2 separate regions of the Mus musculus genome follow, and region 1 is linked to region 2. A link is a contact called in public promoter capture Hi-C data. All regions are on one chromosome and are shown on one strand. Each heading gives the region's core, a stretch centred on a gene start, on an enhancer-like site or on the middle of the called end of the contact. The rest is flanking DNA. Distances are from core to core; before and after follow the strand shown.

Region 1 (6,319 bases), core at 2,907-5,406, 1.2 Mb after region 2:
CCTGGATTATTTTCAGTTAGAAATGGATGACAGCTGGCGCGTCAGACAACAACTGGGGCTTGGACTATGTGAGCAGGAGAGCTGAATAAGAAAAGCAAAGAAAATGGAGGAGAAAGCATCTGGCCTCCTGGCTTGGGACTATCATATTCCCCATCCCGAGTCTCTGGGAGAATATGACACCATATTAGAAATATTTTTAATTCCTGGTGTGGAAAGAGTACAGTTGTTCTCTTAAATAATTTTATGCCAAAGCTGCTTTTCTACCCTGTCTATTTTTGGTAATGATTTACAAGTTCCAAAGGAAAACACTTGTACTAGTTTAAAGCAAAGGCTGAAGGAACTCTACCACCCATTTCTGCACCAAAGCAGTATTTAACCACGCTGGCTCGCTACAATCCTACAGCTGGAAGTGCTGGAGTTACAACAGAGGATTAGTCATCTGACAGTAATTAGTGGGAGACGGGAAATCGGAATGGAAGTGGAAAGCTGACCAAGTTCCCTGAGCTTAGGTCTAGACTTGTCTATTAAGGGCTGTGGATGGCCTGGTTCCCAGAGCAACTTGACTGGGGGAGGGGGTGGGTGGAGGATGCCCTTACACAGCTGCTCTGTAGTCACCAGTCACTCACACTGTGATAGCAACACTGTCCACTTGCCTGGATGCCACACTTGTAAAGCACACCCTTGGGAAGAGGAGGTGTTGGTCAGTGGTAACTTCAAAGGCAATTAGATGACGTGGACTCTGAGCTCCTCTTCATGGATCCCTTGATGGATTCATCCTATGGTGGTACTACCAAGAGACGGTGGAAGGTAGGAAGTGGGGCTCAGTCTGAGGCAGTACTGTTTTCTGGCTGCCACGATGTAAACTGCTGCTCCATCCTGTCCTCCCAAGCGAGATGGACTGACAACTTTAAAGCCCAAATAAATACTTCATGCATTAAGCTATTCTGCCAGGCACTCACTCTGTCACAATGAGAAGTCTGACTAATACAGGTGTAAAGGAATCCTGAGGCTTCCTTTAGCAGGGTTCCTGGTTTCTCACTTCCATTTGTTTATTTATTTACTTATTTATTTATTCATTCATTCATTCATTCATTCATTCATTTATGAGATAAGAGGTTTTTATGGTTGCCCAGGCTAGGTTTCTCACTTCCATTTATTTATTTATTCATTCATTCATTCATTCATTTATGAGATAAGAGGTTTTTATGGTTGCCCAGGCTAGCCTCAAGCTGCTTCAGCCTCTCAAGTGCTGGGATTTTAGGCATGTGCCACTACACATACCATAGTTTCTTATATAATTAGCAATTAACCGCTACTCCAACCTCTCCCTCAACCCTGAGATTAAATTCATCAGTATTGTGTTTACTGGAAATATCATAGTTCCATTTTTTGTGATGTTCTTTTATTTTAAAATCCTCAACAATATTTTGTGTGTATATACACATGTTTATGTGCCTGCGTTCACATGCATATGTTACACGTGCACTTTTGTGCATGAGTGTGCATGTGGGCCAAAAAAATGGTGGGTATCTTCCTCAATCCCTCTGTTTTTGTTTGTTGTTGTTGTTGTTTGTTTGAGACAGGGTTTCTCTGTGTAGCCCTGGCTGTCCTGGAACTCACTCTGTAGACCAGGCTGGCCTCGAATTCAGAAATCTGCCTGCCTCTGCCTCCCGAGTGCTGGGACTAAAGCCATGTGTCACCACACCCGGCTCCACCTTATTTCTTAACACGGGATCTTTCACTAACCCTGGAGCTCATCCATCGGGCTAGGCCAGCTGCCAGCAAGCTCCAGGGATCCCATGGTCTCTACCTTCCCATAACACCAGGTGTTTTACATGGGTGCTGGGGATGCAAGCTCAGGTTTTCATGGTTATCCAGACAGTACTTTACCAACTGAGCCATCTCCCAAGCTCTTAATATTATTATTATTATATTATCCCAACATCTTCTTAATATGCTATCATTTATGAACGCTTGTTATACTTTATTTATCTGCGTGTATTTGTGTAAATGTGGATTGTGTTCTTGAAAGTCAGAAGAGGGTGCTGGGTCCTCTAGAGCTAGAGTTACAAGTGGCATGAGCCACCTGAGTTGGAAGAGCAAGAGCTCTTTCTTAACTACCCAACCAATCCTTCACCACCTTTTAAATGCACTCTATAATCCCTCTATACAATATCTACGACTTAAGTATTCATCTTTAAGTAGTCATCTTAAAGTACGCTATTAAGGTTTACTTACAAACATATTACTATATAAGCTTACTTTCTAGAATGTGTAACAACTTAAGAAATTAAATATAAAAGACTGAATTTCTTCTGTCCCACTTATTTACTGCCTAGAATCAGAAGGTGTATTTTTTTTTAAGATTTATTTATTTATTTTATGTATGCAAGCATACTGTCCCTCTCTTCAGAGACACCAGAAGAGGACACTGGGTCCCTTTACAGATGGTTGTGAGCCACCATGTGGTTGCTGGGAATTGAACTCAGGACCTCTGGAAGAACAGTCAGTGTTCTTAACTGCTGAGCCATCTCTCCAGCCCCAGAAGTCATTTTTTAAATATCCCTAAAACTAGTAGGAGGGATAAGAAACCCTATAACAGTATACTGTTTCAGGTGTTGGTTCTTTTCCTCCTCCCTGGTCTCCCACCCCAAAGAGCAAAACTCTACCAGATAAATGACCTTCACACCATTTTTACAAATGATTAACTTATCATGTAATTGCTATAGTAATTTAGCTTATGAAGGCTAAGTCTTCTTGCAGATGTAGGCCCTAAAACGTTTACCTATTATACTTCTAGTTCAGTTTTCTCGCCAAATGGAAGAGAGTGACCACGCCCCGCTTTTAGATCACTTCAGAAAGCCATCTTACTCCAGCTCCTGGAAAGCAGTCACATTGCTTTTCATGAATTCTTTCTCTCTTGAGGCCCAGAACGGCTTCAGGTCCCTCTGGGTCCCCATTTACAGGGCGGCTTCAGGTCCCTCTGAGTCCCCACAGTGAGGAGAAATTACAGGGCTTAGATGAAAACTATCACCTCCAGATGTTTTGCTCTAACGAACTTCTCTAGATGAAGTCAACATTAACGGCAGGAAACTGCTGAGGATACCTTATCTAAGGTATCACTTTGTTAAGAACGTTTAGCACAGGGAGGGGTCCGGGCACAAGGGGTTTCTCAATTAGACCCTTCCTTGTGAACTACAGCCTCCACGATGCACTGCGAGGGTTGAATGCATCCTACTGCTAAAGTCCAACAGAAAATGGCTGATTCTAACTTACTTTGGGAGGGATAATGATAGATCAATTTGTTTCTGGAATCTACATTTAACCACTATGGCTCTTCATGAGAGCAAACCACTTATCTTTTTCTTTCTTTTTTTTTCCCCCCCAAGACAGGGTTTCTCTGTGTAGCCCTGGCTGTCCTGGAACTCACTCTGTAGACCAGGCTGGCCTCGAACTCAGAAATCTACCTGCCTCTGCCTCCCAAGTGCTGGGATTAAAGGCGTGCACCACCACTGCCCGTCCACTTATCCTTTTAAAGCCTTTGATGGAACTGGAAAAAATAAAAAATGTATTATGGAAATGCAAGAGCTTGAATTCCACACGCAACGAACGGTAGACATCTGTGTGGCTACGTGTACGTCAGTCCCTTACATCCAACGAAGCAAAGGCGGTGAAGGCAAGAGGCTGCTCTCTGGAGTACATTTGTCCTTAAGAATATTCTGGGCCCCTGAAATTCGATGCTGATCGCTGTGCTCGTGTTTTCGTATATTATGCAAAAACAAAACAAAACAAAACCCACTTCCCAGAGTCAGAGTCTGAATGAAATAGGACGTAAACCAGTCAGAGATTTCAGTAAGGTAGTCAGGACCTCTCACTGAGGGAGCAAGAGGTGGACGGAAGTGAAGAAAGGCCTCGGTGCAATTGAGAGGAAGTAGAATTACCGAGTGCGGGGCACAGCTCTATTTTCTCCTGCCAGAGTTCTGACTGGCAGAGGCGCCTCCCTAGACGCCCATCTTGGCGCCCCCGGAATCAGGCGTGGCCGAAAGACCTCTCTAAAATTTACCTCAAGTGGCGCAAGTCGGCCGGAGGCGGCAGCTGGCGGAGCCAGAGATGGCGGGAACCAGAGCTTGAAACCCGCGCGAGGGGGCGGAGCCGGAGGGGGCGGGGCCCTAGGCTTGCCCTGGGTGGGCGGGGCCTGCGCTACGAGACGGGGCTCAGTCGGGGCTGAAACCACCAATCGCGACTGGCGTGTGCGAGATGAGGTGTTGGGGGGTGTGTGAGGGGGGATGGGGCGGGGAGGTAGAGAAGGGGCGTGGCGTGGGGCGTGACCGGCGGTAGTCTGCTGTTGCTGCTGCTGCTGCTGCAGTTGCAGTGTTGGTGCTGGTGGGATCAAAGCGCAGTGTCCTGCGGCGGGGAGCTTGGAACGGTACGGTGAGTGTCTGCTGCTCTCGCGCCTTCGAAGGCCTGTGTTGTCCCCCGGAGCTGGCGCTCTTTTGGCGGGTCTGCAGCTCCTTGGAGGAGGCGGGGGAAACGGGCAATCTGGGCGGAGGATCCTTTGTGTTGCCTCCAGGCTTGCTCAGGCAAACACTGAAGGCAGAGAAGCTGGAAACAGCGCCGGGAGCGCGATCCCGAGCTGAGAACCCAGACCCGGGAGGCCAAACCGGTGTCCCTAAACCTGGGTGAGCCGGTGCGGTGTCCCTAAACCTGGGTGAGCCGGAGCGGGTTCAGACCCCTCGAGCATGGCACACGGGCCGCGCTGAGGCTTAAAGGCGGAGTCAGGGGGGTATCTGGAGATCGCCCGGGGTACAGAGCTTCAGGGGCGGGAGGGGGTGAGGCCATAGTGTGGGGGTGAACCTGGAAGCCGAGTGGCGGGAGGTGGCGGGATCCTGGATCTGCAGGCCGAGGTGTGGACTCGGTAGCAGAGGATGGATAGGGGAAGTTCTGCCCTGGGGCCTGGAAGCTAGGCTGATGCTGACCTTGTGGCGGCTCTAAGTGACCCAGCCTCCCTCTGTTACAAGAGCATTTGATCTCCACCTTTAGTTTTCTCCAGTGCACTGTGATTTTTGGTTCTTGCGGAGAGCTGATTTTAAGCATTACTCCTTGAATACTCCAGCTCATTCCTTTGTTGGTCAAAGTCACTGTAGGAGCTTGCATTGACATCTCTTGAGCCATGCTCGGTTACTGTCCCTTCTTCGCGCTTATTAATTAGTCTGTGAAGTTCGACTTGAACAGCAGGGTCTTTACCTCATTCTCCGTTGAGTCACCCAGGAAACGTCCTTCTCAGGCACCTCTTGTGGACCCAACTTCTTCCGCCGTTAGTCCCCGAGCCTTGTAGACCTACGAGTCTGACAGATTTGTACCTGGCCCCTCTTCGGAGTCTTGTGGACTTTCTACGTGTCTGCCAGACTTGTGCCCACCTCAGGGAACTGAAGCAGCCTCCTTGCAGGTCTCTGTCTCCCGCCCAAGACCCCTCTCCAGTGCTCTCTTTAAGACACGAACAAAAACAGTTTTCTAGATGTTCATGTTTACCCTGAAGGCTTAAGTGTAAAACCGTATCCTCTAAACCGGGTTAGCGAAGCCAAACCCTGGGTCTTGGCTGTCTCCCCCCGCCCCCCCCCCTTTTTAGCAGAATGAAGAAGCTCTCCAGGCAATATTGGATACTGTGTCCTTTTCGGGTTTTCTTTCCAGCCCTCTGAGTCCACTGGCTCACCTTTTCTCCCCCTGAGACATTAGCTTATGAACAGGAGCTGCTACGGAGGTTTCCCTTAGTTAGCAATTCCTAGCTGAATCTTCCCATTCCTCCCTTTGCGGCAGGCATTTCCTGAAAGCAGCCGTGTCATATCCTCTACTTTTGCTTGTTTATTGTTTGCCTACCGAACTGTGAGCAAACAACAGTAGGCTCGAACTTTAGCTTGGCTCCCTTCCTTACTGGCTTTTTTTTTTCCACAAGTGACTACTCAACCCATTGGGGTGGGTGGGAAATGTGGGGCCATCGTTACAGTAAGAGTATACACAATAGCAGAGGAGATGCTAAGCTGGGGGTTTGGCCAGCCTTTGGGAAGTTACTTTGGATATGTTAATGGTGGCCACAGGCAGGAGCCCTAAGTATGGAGTGTAGAACCCTGTGACAACCTGGTGTTGAAGCTTTAAAGAATGGCTTTGTTTTGCTGTCCAGTAGACTAAGGCTTTTGGAAAGTGAGAAGGTGTTTTTTTAGTGAGTGGAAGTTTATTGAAATGTAGCCATCGAACTGCTACAAAGTAACAAGTGAAATCCTGCACCTAATTAAATCAGGTTGCTTTTGTGGTCCTGCAGAAAGGT
Region 2 (6,875 bases), core at 2,981-5,480:
TACTTTCAAGCAGGCATTGGCTGTTCTGTATAATAATGGTCCCCATCCTGAGTCTACATTTTCCTTCTTCTTTCTATTTCATGCTCTTAGATATAAGTTTAGCTTTGTGCACCAGGCCAACCCTGACTGGTGTTTATTTTAACAGTTATATTTTAAATGCATGCAAAACAGTGCACAAAACATAAATGTGCCCCAGACCCTCTGGGCCCCTTTTGTCTGCGTGGAACGGGTCTCTAGTCACAGGTGGGCAAAGCATTGGATGAATTGACAGACAGATGCACACAGGAGTGGTTGTGTAGAATCTGAATGTAATTTGTCAAATTGAGCATCAAACGTTTTATACAGAAGAAAATAGGGAAGTTAGGTGACACATCGGCAAGGTACAAATGAGGTTACCGGATGCTTAATGACTCTTACACAAAACAGAAGAATGAAAACACAAAGACTGGAAGGAACTGGGCAATAAAATAACTGAGACAAAGTCAGCCCTATCTAAGGTCAGCAATAGTCTTAGAAGCCAGGTGTGAGGTCTTTACACTCCTAGGGCAAGGGCTTTCACACCCAAGTCATGGTTCTAATTAGGGAGTTCCGTTCTAGCTAACCATCTCATGAATAATGCAATACTTTAAAACCACAGACTGATGGATCTACTTCCTAAACCATTGTAAATTCCTGTATATGGGAGCAACTCGACTTTTATTTTAAGTGATAGTGTAATGCCAGAGGCAATTCTGAATGTCACTAAATTCCCATGGTCTGCTTAAGGACTTTCTAGGACTGTTGAAACACTGGTGAAGGCTTTAGCTATGTCAGAATTCAATCTTAAAAGGCACTTATAATAAGATAATACTAAAAGAGAGCACGTGGATCCATACACCAGACTAATGTGAGAATGGAATATTAATGTGTGGGTTAGAGAGGACGCCAGACTCCAAGAGGTGAGTTTCTGTGAAACTCTTCTGCCTCGTGAGTAGCTTCCAAGCTGACTCGACCAGAGTGCGGGCATAAATGAACAAATTATTAAATTTCCATAAATGACTGGGTCAGTGGGCTCGCTACTCAAATCAAGAAACACAGGACTCCAATGCTTTAAGAAATTTCTCTCCCACATACCCCATCAATCCTTCATTCTTCCTAAACACACACTTTTAATTCTTACACATAAGGCTACCTGCCTTTGTAGTCAGCATTAATGAAATCTTGCATCACAACAGTCCCCATTAGCAAAATTTCATTCTATGTTTTCAGTTACTTGTGACAGCCATGATACAAAATATTACTACAGTACAATGATGAACTGAGGCAGTGTGTGTGTGTGTGTGTGTGTGTGTGTCAGTGAGAGAGACAGAGACAAAGACACAGAGAGAGACAGAGAGAGATGGAGAGAGAGCTCATTATTGATTATCATTAACCCCTTCCTGTGCCTAATTTATAAACTAAATTTCATCACAGGCATGTGTGGACTGCTGAATTCTGTATGTAGGGTTAGATACTCCTGATGCTCTCAGGCACTCACTGTGGTCTTAGAGCATCCCCAGGGCTGAGAGAGTGTGTACCATTTTACCATTCATCAATCTTTCTTTTGCTCCACATGATTTGTAAGATGTATTAACATCACATCATGTCCCAACATTCATCATTTTTATTGATATAAAATGCTCCAGTATATGGATATCCTATGTCAACACAGTCCCAAATTTTTTAATAAAAATTCTTAAAAGGGGGTCAGACATGGTAGCTCATATCTTTAATCCCATCAGCCCTTGGAAAGCAGAGGCAGGTGAATCTTTGTGAGTTTGAGGGCAGCCTGGCTTTCTACATGGTAATTTCCAGGCCAGATATGGCTAAACAAAACAGGAAAAAAGGGGGGGGGGTCAAGAAAGTATTCTTAAATATTCTAGACAATTCAAAGAATTCTACAGTAACTATGCTTGTGTTAGAGCACATATAGTAATCTATCCACACACCTGTGTCATCAGTTTACAAACCCGTACTGCGAGCATCAGTCTCCTCCTTGGACAGATTACTTCCTCGTTTCTAGTTTCAGTATTTTTAATATATAATTTGTTATCTAATGTAAAACTCCACATAATAAGATGCATTTTAAGTATGTATCCTCTGACTTGGCAAATGAATTGATTTGTGTAACTCAAATCCAAAGAATTCCTCTCTCCCCTTTTCAGTTAATGTCTACCCTTACTCCCAGAAGCAACCAGTGCCTTCCCTACAGATTAGTCCTGTAACCTCAGAAAATGGGATCTCATTCATTCTCATATACATGACTGCCTTTATTAGTGCATTAGTTTTGAAGTTCACCTGTAATATGTTTTTAAAACAATTGCCTCCCCTTTCCCTCAGATGATATGGTCATGACCCCCAGTGATCATATGATATTTACTGATTTTTTTTCTATGCATGTGAGCCTATTATAAACTTTGCATTACAAAACAGATTGCAAAGTAAGAGACAGGCAACTAGCAAATTTTCCTCGAGGTATTGTTTTCACCTCTACTTACCAGATTATGGGTGCAATCCCTGTATCATATTCTACTCCTTGCTTAGGTAACATCTATCCCTCTGGAAAGACTGTAAATAGAAATTAGAATTACTAAGGACCAATGCATTTCCAAACTGTATCCCTGAATAACTGAAAGACAGTCTCAATCTGAAAACAAACTTCATTGAGAGTGAAAAGCAAAAAAAAAAAAAAATCCACCCCCCCAAAAAAAATCCACTAATGAAGCAGGCTGCATGAAAAACAAGGTCATGAGTGACTAGAATGTTAGGGAATTCAGAATGGTGACCACATGCACAAGCAGAAAGACAGAGAAAGTGGGAGGGGGACAAATCCTAAACAGCGTGTTAAGGAGATCATAAAACTTTTTTCATCAGTAACACGAGTTAGTAGGTAATAGTTAATAGTAAGGAAAAGCTTTCAAAACAGTTAGATACGTGTCAACACAAAATCACATCATAAAGTCATGAGAAGAGCTTATGACAACTTCTATATGGTGAAGGTTGACTGCTTTCCCCAAACTAGTCCATAATTTGCCAGCCTGGTTTCTGGCCTTACTCTACAACTTCCAGAACAGCCTGCCCTCCTCTCCTGCTGCCCTTCTTCATTCTGTAACAGAAAGTGACTGGCCAGTTCCTAGAAACATCTGAGAATTTGTCCTTTCTCAAGAACATTGTCATGGAGTGCCAGGTCTTCCTTTCTAGCTCACTAAATACAAAGGACTTTTTAACCTTCTGCGTTTTTGTTGTTGTTGTTGTTGTTGTTGTTTTATTTTGTTTTTGGAAAAGGTGCAATTTTTTAAAAAGTATTTTTAACTACCTTTTAATATAATCCTTTTACTTGCTCTTTGATGATTTCATACTATTCATTACACATACATATGTATTTTGATCTTGTTTACCCCTTACACCCCTCAGAGCCACATTCACCCACTTTTTAAAGCCTTTTACAAAATCACTTTGAATGCTTTCTCAAAGTATCTTTCCAAGAAGAGAAGTCTATAGAGGAAGTATGTTCTTGCTGCTGTTGTTTTAGTTGCTGCATAAAATTGGCATTTCATCACAAGATATCAGAATTTGTAGCTAAATTTACATTTGGAACTATGGTGCATTTTTCCCCTTCTCCCAATACCTGCATCATCTTCTATCTTCTTTTGGTGCGCGATTGTGATTCAGGCAGTTTAACTTCCCAGATAGAGAACAGGTGCGTCAACCTCAAAAGCCAAGTACATTCTGATTTTACTCAGCCTGAGGTCCTGCATCCCCTTAGTTTTCATTCAGACTTTTTTTTTTAAATCACACATTTCCTTTCAGCCTGAAAGTGAAACTTAAGTTGAGAGAGAGAGAGAGAGAGAGAGAGAGAGAGAGAGAGAGGGGGGGGGGGGGAGGGGGAGAGGGAGAGGGAGAGAGAGAGGATATTTTCAGCGAAACAGTTAAATTGTTATTAAACTGTTACCCTTTTTTAGTTTCTTTTTAAGGGCCTCCTGGGATTCATTGAAATGGTCACAAATCGACCTTCAGGGAGGAAGGTGTAAGCCGAGGAACCGGCCGCCGCCTGGGGGCAGAATTCTGGAAGTCAGTAAGTTTCTGGCTTCAGAGCCAAGCCCTCTGCAGTGGGTTTCAGATCCTTGCAAACCTGTGATATGCGCAGTGCATGGTCTGAGGTTGGGACTGCCGCCCAGAGACCCAGAGTGCTGGTCGGGAATCGCGCATAGTGGGAGGGGCCAACAGGGACCGGCCGTGTGGGGAAATGGGATGTGTCTAAACAAAGTGAAAGCCATTCACTTACCTCGCTTTATCTTCTTTGCAAAATGAGTAAAGTCGAACTTAATCTCTTAGGTAAAAATGGCCATCCAGTTTTCCAGCAGGAAATGTTGAGGACATCTCGGACACAGGAGGAGGTCCTGCCTCAAAAGCAGGAAACTCCCAGAAACAACTAGGCCGGGAAATAACAATGGGGGAAGGGAGCAGGGAGGGAGGAAGGAAGGCAGAAGTTTGGTCCAGCACTGGGTGTCACAAAGAGCCTTTCTTACTCAAGCAGGCCCAGTTTTCCACAAAACCCACAAATTAGGCATCAGTAGGCATCTGTTTGGTCAGAGAAGAGCTCGGGATTAACTCCTTCTTCCTCAATTAGCTATGAGGACTCCAACTGGTTAAAGAAACGGAGTTGCAAGGGAATGAAGTCAGTTTTCTTTTCATTACAGATGAGCAATGACATAGTATTCAGCCAGGTTGTTATTTAGTTTTAAAAAAAAAGTTAAACGTAATAAAGCATACAAGAAATGGGAGAGCACCTGACCTGATCTTCTTGTCTTGAAGCCAAGAGAGGGGAGTGCCTGAGCTCTCAGTCAATAGTTCCTTTGTTTGGCAGAGGTGAAAGTGGAAAAGGTGAATGGCCACAGAAGTGAAAGCAAGAAGTAACTTTGTATCCTGGTGCAAATTGCTCTTCCCTGGCCCCAGGAGGTTACTTCCTGTGGTTACCTGGCTCATGGCTACACTCTTAGCTCAACACCATAAGCAAGCACTTTGTCCTCAGTAAATTAATGACCTCTACATTGATCCACCTGGATGCCAACACAACGTTGATAGTCTTGGCAAGATTTCACCTCTGTGGGTTCCTTGAAAACAGGTTGGGCTGCATTTTTGTAATTTTACTTCTGACACCATCTCACAGAAGAACTTGCTAGCCTCTAAAGGACTAGTCTCCTGACAGAGAATCGGCTGCTGTATGGTCCTCTCCCACACTGACCCTTGGCTTGGGTAGCTTTGACCAAGTGGATATCTGTCTGGTTCTGAGTCCATTAGGGAAGCCTGATAAGTGCCTCTGTATTTAAGACTTGTCTTCTTGGAACACCAGTCTCTCTCAGGCTTCATTGGAATCTGGGGCTCCAATGCTATGCAATCAGAAGCCTAGATTAGCTGTGCAATGGATATAAGGAGGGGAATGTGCATGCTCACGAACACCTAGGAGATGGCTAACATGGACTCTGGCTGCATGGGAGACAGTCCTCCAATCTACTTTAACTTACTGCAGTTTCTTCAGCAATGACCTTGAATGACCTTCTTCAACAAGTTCTGCCAACATCCCAGAAAAGCTGCAAACCATCTTGCTGCTGCTTTACTGTTTAGAAATGGAGTGATAGGCCATGCAGCATTAGATAAGTACAATATACTTCCTCTATAATCTATAATATCTTATGCTTTGTAATTCTTTACAGATATTAGGTTAGCTGTAATGTTAGTTGACTAGTAAGTGGCTTCAAATAAATAGAGAACTTTTTTTTCAAGTGTACATATCTTGGCATGTATATGTGTACATACTGGGGGTGGGGGACATATGCACACATGTGCACATATTCATCAAGGCGTGAAATTGATTTGGGGTATTTTCCTTTATTGTGCTACACTTTGTTCATTGAGGAAGGGTCTCTCAACTGAACTGAGAGCTCCTTGCTGCTAGCCTAGCTGACCAGCCTGCTCTGGATATCCCATCCTCACCTTCTAGGCCCTAGAAGTCTCAGGCAAGCCCCTTCATCCACCTGACATTTACCTAGGTTCTGGGAACCCCAAATGTGTTCCTCAAGCATGCTTTTGGCAAGCATTTTAACTGCTGACCCATCTTCCATGTGTTTCAAAATCTGACAAAGGTATTAAACATTAATTGGAAATTACATTGTGAAAAAGGCCACTGGGCCCTCAACAGGTAGGAAGGATAAATAGAACTCTTTAGGATACTCTGACCAAATTGGTCCTGGAAACTGGCAAAAGATGGGCCAACTGCCTCCCCTATAGAGAGCTCTGGGTCCAGTGTGCTCCTTTTGAAGTTACATTTGGGAGACCTTTTCCCATCCTTCCCAAACTCAGAGCTATCCCCCAGGCGGCAATGTATAATCCCTCATCTCTTCAGGCTTTGCAGGAAGCTTGCAAGGCCACTGACCAGACTGTGAAGTGAGCCCTGCCATCTTCCACTTCCGAAACCACCCACCACTCCCATCCAGGAAACTTGGTTCCAGTATAGAGGATCTCAATCTGCCTGGAAGAGACCCTCCCCAGTTATCCTCAGCATTCCAACTGCTGAGAGAGTGGTTGGTAACATTCCTTGGGTCCATCTCTCTCAATTAAAAAAGACTACTGAAGACAATGTCATTTGGACTGTCACTCAGACTTCAGATCCCTTAAAAATAAGACTGACCCAAGATTATTAACCCATCCCAAAACTATATTCATCTTTTTCCTTTTTCTCAGTATGGGGATGGGAACCTATAACCCCTATTGGGCCCCTATGTGGACTTGGACATTAAGAAGCACATACACAGAAAAGGTGGTAATTAGTCTACTACGGATACGCAACCCCAGTTCCA

The links. Promoter capture Hi-C pulls out the DNA fragments that hold promoters and counts their contacts.
Region 1: a contact with region 2 is called in a promoter capture Hi-C map of liver, with 6 times the contacts expected there. The contact joins the promoter of Primpol here to the promoter of Tlr3 in region 2. A contact is called at or near these places in 3 of 39 promoter capture datasets (the 3T3-L1 cell line and liver).

Annotation. Positions count from the first base shown.
Region 1 is chr8:46,613,071-46,619,389 of GRCm38.p6, forward strand. Primpol (primase and polymerase (DNA-directed)) reads right to left here and starts at 4,157. Exons shown (of 15, transcript NM_001001184.2): 1 at 4,064-4,157. Casp3 (caspase 3) reads left to right here and starts at 4,221. Exons shown (of 7, transcript NM_001284409.1): 1 at 4,221-4,431.
Region 2 is chr8:45,406,150-45,413,024 of GRCm38.p6, forward strand. It overlaps Tlr3 (toll-like receptor 3), which reads right to left and starts at 4,231. Exons shown (of 7, transcript NM_001357316.1): 1 at 4,151-4,231; 2 at 3,647-3,829; 3 at 2,517-2,586.